Regions from separate parts of the Zea mays genome. Here all the other regions are linked to region 3. The links are chromatin contacts, called in public Hi-C maps. All regions are on one chromosome and are shown on one strand. The core of a region is the stretch at or near the end of the contact, and the rest is flanking DNA. Distances in the headings are between cores, read along the strand shown.

The links. Hi-C and Micro-C count contacts between places; a contact is called where the count stands out from the background.
Region 1: a Hi-C map of leaf shows a contact between it and region 3, with 5 times the contacts expected there. The contact joins the promoter of LOC103629597 here to the promoter of LOC778432 in region 3. A contact is called at or near these places in 9 of 25 Hi-C or Micro-C datasets (bundle sheath, ear, endosperm and 4 more) and 1 of 3 datasets of contacts at active chromatin or transcription factors (seedling).
Region 2: a Hi-C map of ear shows a contact between it and region 3, with 2.1 times the contacts expected there. The contact joins the promoter of LOC103629600 here to the promoter of LOC778432 in region 3. A contact is called at or near these places in 2 of 25 Hi-C or Micro-C datasets (ear and tassel).

Annotation. Positions count from the first base shown.
Region 1 is chr6:97,402,003-97,404,830 of Zm-B73-REFERENCE-NAM-5.0, forward strand. LOC103629597 (protein ENHANCED DISEASE RESISTANCE 2) reads left to right here and starts at 1,528. Exons shown (of 3, transcript XM_008650668.3): 1 at 1,528-2,012; 2 at 2,194-2,788. The coding sequence starts at 1,635.
Region 2 is chr6:97,490,866-97,493,674 of Zm-B73-REFERENCE-NAM-5.0, forward strand. LOC103629600 reads right to left here and starts at 1,469. Exons shown (of 1, transcript XM_008650681.2): 1 at 413-1,469. The coding sequence starts at 1,185. The coding sequence ends at 748.
Region 3 is chr6:97,126,213-97,128,912 of Zm-B73-REFERENCE-NAM-5.0, forward strand. LOC778432 (CMO protein) reads right to left here and starts at 1,349. Exons shown (of 10, transcript NM_001112456.2): 1 at 998-1,349. The coding sequence starts at 1,262.

The DNA.
Region 1 (2,828 bases), core at 278-2,777, 280 kb after region 3:
GATATATTTTTCGCGGGTATGGATATCCAGTATCCATACCCGTTACCCAATGGATATCTAACATGTGGGCCATTCGGATTTATATATTATCATAAATTCTTATTTTTAAATTTTTATCCATAACATGTTGTTTGGTGCTGAAATTATCATTTAATGCTATTGGAATGATAATTATTTTTAAATGTAATAAATTTGTTGTTTGGTGTTTAATGCTAAAATTGTAGTGGGCGGGCGGGTAACGGGTATCCACTGGATAGCGGATACCCAGCGGGTACGGGTATGGATACATATCCGTACCCACGAACGTTTATGGGTACGGGTATGGGTTAAGTTTTATCTCGTGGGTATGGATTTGTAAACTATATATTCGTGTACTACCCGTCCGATTGCCATCCCTACCTGAAACTGACAAGTCACTGATGTGTTCTTCCTATCAATCTTACATCTAGCATAATAAGCATCAAAATACCCAACAAGATTAAAGGTAGATCCCACATGGTGCCAAAGCTCAAAGTTCTAAGGGTGATAATATATCATGATCCAAATATTTCTTCACGATTGGTTTGATCTCATAATTAATTTTAGTTAAAAAATGATATATAGGGCCTAATCCAAATATGATCTGATCCTTAAATTCTATAATGCAAAATTTAGACCCTATTACCACCTCTAACCATATCGTGGCATTTGTTTGAATTAAGCTGGATGACAAATTGCTCAAGATTTAGTTCAGTTTTTGATTAGTTGGACCATTGACTAGTCTAAGTTCTAAAAATAATAGGTTTAATTTTAATCACAATCTTATCAACAATTTAGTGATTAAAACTTTTTCAGGAGATACTCTAGTCTAGGATAAAACAAAAAAAAAGTCGCAAAACGGCGGAGGGAAACAGAAAAATATATATCAGGTGCAACGGAAAGAGAGTGCGGAAGGAAACAAGAAAAAAAATAGACGCGGTCACAAACGAGGGGGTAACGGACAAGGGGATGGATTAGATGCTACATGACGGTTGTGTCAAATCCGTCTTTTAAGATACTAGTTTTAAAGCATTAAAAGGCTATATATGATATTTGGTGCAGATGCTTCGAGGTGCTTTGTTTTTTTTAAACCTTTTGCTTCATGGCATATTTAAATAGAAGGGCTAATTATCACCTAGCCAAAAATTAGTTCAAATCAGCTCTGATATATCCGAGAGAGATAAGGAGACTAATGGGCAGACTGATTTTTTGACAAATTTTTAATCAATTGTTAGCCAACTACAGTATCTAGCTAACTATAGCTAATTAAGATTAACTTTTTTTATCTGCGATTGATAACTAGACATGTCTATGTAACAGGCCGTCAGTGTTGATTGATTGTCACATTGCTCAGCCGTATGAGCTTGGCAACAAATTAGAGGAGAATCAATGTGATTAAAAGCAAAGGCACCGCGTAACAGTATTATTTGTACCATATTATATCCAATTAACTTTTTTTTTACCATCCCACCCATCCCCAGTTCCCCACTGTTTTATAGGCAGCTGGTGCTCCTCCGAAAGCGAAGTCCAGCGCCCCCCGCTCCCCCGTTCGCGCAAAGACGCCAAACCCACCCACCGAAATCTCTCCCCGAACTTACCCCTCGCCGGCGCCGGCGATGTGCCCGACGAAGCCCGGTCGCCCTGCCCAGGCGGCCGCCGGCTCCGGCGAGAAGAGCTGGCGGGAGCAGGCCGTGGCCGCCAGCTCGCTGCGGCCGGTCGACCTGGACCGGGGCACCAACGGCTGGGCCTCGCCGCCGGGGGACCTCTTCCACCTGCGCGCGCGCGGCTACTTCTCCTGCGGCGGCGGGAAGCGCGGCAAGGCGCCGTCCGCCGCGGAGTGGCTGCTCCGCCCCGCCGGCGTCGACTGGCTCCGCTCTCACGCGCGCCTCGACCACGTGCTCGCCCGCCATGACAACCGCGTCGCCGCCGCATTCCGCCGCGCGCGCCTCAGGAACGACCCCACCGCGCACTTCCTCCTCGCCGTCAATCTCCAGGTGCACCGCCACCGCCCGGCCCCGATCGCGTCGCGTCGCATCTAGATTCCACCAGGGACAGGGTGGCGCCGCTGGCGCGTGATGCCTGTGAGCAGCGAGAGAGAGGGAAAAAAACAGGATTCGTTTTTTTTTTCCCTTTCGTGTGTGACGAGTGATGCGTCCCGTGCTTCTGATTCCGCAGGTGCCGGGCCGGCCGGACGCGTACAGCGCGGTGTTCTACTTCGCGGCGGAGGCACCCATCGCGCCGGACTCGCTGCTCGGGCGCTTCGTCCAGGGCGACGACGCGTACCGCAACGCGCGCTTCAAGATCGCCAACCGCATCGTCAACGGCCCCTGGCTCTTGCGCGCCACCGTCGGCAACTACGCGGCCTGCCTGCTCGGGCGCGCGCTCACGTGCCGCTACCACAGGGGCGTCGACTACCTGGAGATCGACGTGGACATCGGCAGCTCGGCGATCGCCAGCGCCATCCTGCACCTCGCGCTCGGCGCCGTCACGTCGGTCACCATCGACATGGGGTTCCTCGTCGAGTCCCAGTCCGAGGAGGAGCTGCCCGAGAGGCTGTTCGGCGCCGTGCGCATCGCGCGGATGGAGATGGGCGCGGCCAGGTACGTGGAGCTGCCTCCTAATGAGGCCATGCCTGAGACGGTCTGCAGCGGCAGGGCCGGGGCCGGTTTCAGGGTAAGCTCCGGGAAGGTGGTCAACCATAGCCGCCAACAAGACCGTGCCGGCGGTAAGGTGGGCAGGTCGATGAGTTGCCCGGAGCGAGAGCGCGGAGGTGAGCGCTGAATTCTCCATGACATCATCTCCGGATTATT
Region 2 (2,809 bases), core at 219-2,718, 360 kb after region 3:
AATATCAGGCAGCTGTTGCGCTTTTGGATGGTTACAGATTTCACATGCCATTTCCCTCCCGGCCTCCGTGAGGACAAGAACCAGCCGAGGCCCTAGCCTGCCAGCCAGAGCCACAGAAGGGCTCCAAGAACCGTTTGCCATTAACCAAAACGGACTGAAGGTTGGGTTGGCCAGGACCACTGCCTAGAGTTGGCAAGGAGGCTCTGGTCCAAGAACAAGTCCATGGAGAACGGCTCCTGGGTCCTGCTCATTTGCATTTGCACCTAGGATCGGAGCAGTGGCTAGCTCAACTTTCTCTCCCGTGGATCGTGTCTCCTGCTGCCGCTTCACATTGGGGCTACCATGCCTTGCCTTGCCCAGCAACCCGAGACCGAGAGGGATGTGTGTGTGCAGACTGCAGAGTGGCCTTCAATTCAATTCAAGCATCAGTAGGACGCATGCTATACTGTTCAGGACCAAGGCCAGGCAGCAGCTGGCAAATAAAAAGGGTACAAGAGCATTAACACATGCCCACATTCCAAGTGAGCAGTTTCAGGTGATGGGCTGCTGCAGCATACTATATGTACAATACAGTACGTTTCTCAGCAAGGAGAGGCAGAATATACACTGGGGCCGGGGTGCTGGCAGATAAAAAGCTCGAAAAAGGAAGAGGAAAACAATTTTCACTACTACAGAAGAAGCTCAAAAAAAAAGATAACATGGATCTTAGGCTAGCAAGCTCGTCGGGTTGCACTTGCGCGCGATCATCTATCTGTTGTGCAGAGGGTTAGCACCCGTCGGTATCCGCCGCTTGTCGTCGTCGGCGGCGCATGCGCCAGCAGCAGCGCCGGCGCCGCCCGCTGCTTTCCGCCCGCCGCTCTTACTACACCAACGAGCGGCACCACCTGCGGCGGAGGCGTCGAAGCGGACTGACGCGCCGACGACGCCCACAGCGTGGTGCACGGTCGTCGTCGTTGCCCTTGCACCCGTCGACGGCGGCAGCCCGCTCCCGCTGTGACTGCGAGGGCGCGCGTGGACGTGGGCGTGGCCCTCACCGTCACCGTGCGCGCGCTCCTGCGGCTGCGGCAACGACGGCGCCCTCCCCTCGGTAACGACGGCGAGCTGCAGTAGCAGCAGCAGCAGCGCGATGGCGATGGCGAGGCACGACAGCGCGGCGGCGGCGCGTGCCCGCCGCCACCGCCTCATGGGGCTCTCGCCCGCCCGCCGCGTGATACGTGGAGCTAGCTAGCTGGCTCGATCTCGCCGCGTCACGGCCTCGGCCTCGCACGGGGTTGGTTCGGTGCGCGAGGAGACGGGAACGAGGGACGGAGGGAGGCACTACAGTGCCCCGGCACTGGGCGCAGCCGCGCAGGGCACTGCCCGTTCAGGTGAGGTGGTGAAACAAATGGGAGTAGCCGCCGACGCCGAGCCTGGCAGTCTGCTCTGGGTTTTTAACAGCGCTGCGCGTGGTTCGCTTCAGTCTCCCCAGTGAGTGGTGACCACTGACCACTAGGCAGCTAGCCAACTAGCTAGTAATTGCAGCGAGCCCGGCCAATCGCGCGCTTCTAGTGTACGCACGTCGTAAACACTCCTCAGTCCTCACACTGATGGGCGCACGAGAGAACTGGCATCAACGTAACAGAACTTGCAGCCTCTAGCTACATACTGACTATACTTTCACTTTGACCATAGATATTACAAGATTTTATGGAAACTAACTAAGGACCTGTTGTTTGAGATTATATTCTACTAACTAACTAAGGGCCCGTTTGTTTGAGATTATAATCTACTAGATTACATAATATCAATTTTAGTTCAAAATAAGTGAGATTATATAATCCAAACAAACAGGCCCTAAGCCCCTAAGCAACAGTACGTAAGTAGTAGAACTCTGGAACCCAAAGGGCGCAGGGCACAAGAGCCTTGAATCCCCCTATCCCATCCCTCGTGTCCATGCATGCCGCACCCACCCAACCCCGGCCGGCCCCTATTGATGAGCCTTAACCCCCCAGTCGCCCTCACTCCGAGAGAAAGGAACCAAGACCCGGCCCGGCCGGCGCACCCGGAGAGGACGACGGAGGACGGGAGGTGTGTGCGTTGGCGTGTGTTAAATGTGGCGAGCGCGCTGGCTCCAGAGCTGGAGTTCCAGTTGCAGCACGCGGCGGGCAATGCGATCGAGCGCCTCGCTCGCTCTGCAGCCTTCATGGCTCATGCCATTGGCATGCAATATATGTGGCTGGCGTGGCGTGGTGTGGGAGCGAGCGGGATCCAGATCCATCGTCGACCTCGACGAGACGGCAGAAGGCTGCGTGCCCGCCCCGTTTGACCGCTAGTAGCTGCCGTTTGCACGCTCACCGCCGGGCCGGCGCGTGGGAACGCCTGACGCCTCCCTGCCTTGGCATCATCGATCTAGCAGTAGCACTAGATACAGCGCAATCGAGAGCTCCTCCGCGCAATTCATGGGGATGTGATGTGCCCATGCCGAATGATGATATATGTGCGGGCAAGACATGCATTCTTCTCGGGCATGCATGCAGCTGGGGCGGCTAGCTAGCTAGCTCCATGGATGGATCGATCAGCTCTACGAGTCCATGCATTCATATGCTACGCACACAACGGCAGGCTGGTGGTGGCGGCGGCGGCAGCCTCCTGTGGCTCTGCTGGGTCGTCCTCGATCAGTCGATCTCTATCGCTATAGGTATATAGGGTTAGCCATGGTACGTCCTTCAGTCCATCCTACACGAGACGAGAGCATGCATGGGCGACTCTCATACATGCATGCACTAGTTCTTCAGGCATGCATGCAACCCTCTCTGCTGGCTCACTGGCT
Region 3 (2,700 bases), core at 99-2,598:
TCTCAATTTGTTGACCGGTACAACTCCGGTCTTGTTAGATCCCATGGCAGCGACCAGCGAGTTCAAATGCTTCTGTTTCTGTATCTACTGAGGCCAGTGGCAGCGAAGGTAGTTTTGTACGTCGCTAATAATCCTGCTATTTATTTTTATTTATAATATATATTTACGTATCGTCGTATCAGTGTTTTTTGAGAAATGGTGTATCGGGGTATCGACGTATCACATATCCGTATCCCCGTGTCAGGGTAACATAGCTGGCAGAAGCTGAAACATGTGAACATGTAGATCAGTACATTTAGTGAACAATGTACTGAAGAAATAGTATGCGATGATAAATTATGGGTCGATCTTAAAAATACAAATCCTAACCAGCCAGTGTTACATTGCAGTACTAAACCTGGAATTCATGGGTAATGGATATACTTTTGTTTAGTTGAGCTCTTTCCGGTAGTAATAGATACTACTATCAATCCAATTATAACTACCATTACCACCGGTAAGAGATCCTATTACCATTCTCTTAATAACGTCTTAATAGTCGAAAGACAAAGCAATGGAAGCATAAGGCTCGAGTGCAAAAACCCGACCCTCTCACTCTCTCGGTCCCATCCACTCATCCAGTGATGGGAATGGATCACTAGCACGCCTGCTAATGGTGTGTTTGGTTTGTGGGCTAATGGTGTGTTTGGTTTGTGAAGTCATCCAATGCCTCATGAGGTGATGCATCATAAGTTAATTTCATCAATTTTGGTGAAATCAACCCACTTCTCATATATACTAATTATTAGCTTATGAGAAATAGGGTGGTGATGGATCGACTCATTCTATGTGAGGAGTGAGAAGAAGATAGATCACTTTATTCATCAAACCAAACACACCCTATGGTTCCAACAATCACTAACAGGTCATCTCCTAAGTCATGGCACTTGGCAGACGGACAATCTTCGGTGGAAATGGATTTTCGCAGCTCAAGTCGAGACGGGGGAATCGAGCCTACCGACAGCCTGCCACCCGCGGAAGAAGACGCTGTCGATCTCGAGCTGGAGAAAATCCGGGTCGGTGTACCACCCGCTCGGCGGCGTGACCGCGGAGTCCAGCGGGACCGCCGGGTCGAACTCCGCCACGAGCCTCCGCACGTGCTCGGCCGCAGGCTCGGCCGCGGCGGCACCGGCGCAGGGCGCCCGTGCGCCGGCGCGTAGAGGCATGGGGCGGGTGGCTCTGGCGGAGTATACCCCGGCGAGCGATCGGCCAGTCGCCATCATCGCCGTCGCCGGCCGGCACACGAGTGCGACAGGGGTCTGGTGGTGGTGGGTGTAAGGACTAAGGAGTGCGGTCCTTCCTGGAGGTCGTTAACGGGCGGATGGCGTTTGTTTCGCGGAAAAAACGATTAGACCCGTTCCTCCACTTCCCCTGGTTGGGCCGGCCCAGAAAGGGCCCAGTAATAATGTACCATTACTTCAGTGGCTGCACAGTCTCCTAAAAAACTTCTTTTTAGAAATTTATTTTATTTGCGAGTTGCTAAGATTTGTATTCACTTCTAATCACAAATATAAGCCCATATATTTATTCTATATACTACTTATTGAGGCTATAAGGGTAGCCTGCCTCTGGCTGTTCTGCCACTCGCCTCCCTCCCGCGCGGTGGCTGTTCTGCCACTCGCCTCCCTCCCGCGCGGCAAAAAAATGTGGTGTACAAGGTTCGAACTGTGACTGATTCTATAGGGGAGCCCACGCTTAACCAAGCCAACTACTGTTGTTTTGTGTTATGTTGTGGTTGTTCAATTTATTTCTACAGACAAACATTGTTTCTCTCCCAAGTCTCCTTTTACTACCCGAGACGGCCAAGCTGGTATCCCTTTAACGCGCCCTTTCGCCTCCTCGCTTGCTGCTTTTGTTTGTGATTAATTTTCCCAGGACTCTGAAACACTTCGTTTCTAGATCGCTGGTTACACTGCCCAGTGCGTCGTCCACATGGTCTGCATCGACTGTTTGCAGGGCCATTTATGGCCTATTGGCCTAAACTGAATAGGTTTCCGTTGTTTGCTGTTTAGGTGAACACTGGTCGTAGCTAGAGGGCGAGGCGCTCGATTGAATCTGAGCAACGAGGATGCCAAGATGTCGACTTGCGGTATGTGGTTTTGTTGTGTGTTAGCAGAAGTTATGTGTTTTTGTGGCTGTACGGGGCATATTTTTGGGGGTTTGGCAGTTGTGTGAGTGCAAAACCTGAAAGGGAGTAGGTGGGTTTCTTATGATTAACAAATTATTGTGATTTATGAATGGATGGTGTTGTATGATGAACTCTAGACTCTGGAGATGTCTCACTTGTTCTTACTAATTTAAGTTTGTGATTTGCAATGTTTTGTGGTTGTGTGTCTCGTTAGTTTGGTACTATGTCATCTGAGATGTAATGCCAAGCTTTTTTTAGTTTTTATCCCTTGCCAGTCAGGTTGTTGTGTGCCATTGGCATTAAGTATAGAATAGCTCAAGGACAAATACTTGTATTAAAATGCTAGGACCTTTTAGTTGCAGGATTCATGTGGGGTTTCGTGATGAAGTGATGCTTATGTTGTTATTTCTTTTGCTAATACAGTTGAGATCCACTGCGATTGGGTTGAAGACAAAGGATGGTGTTGTTCTCGCCATTGAGAAATGTGTGACCTCACCACTGTTGGTACTGAGTCACTTCTTATCTGGTCATAG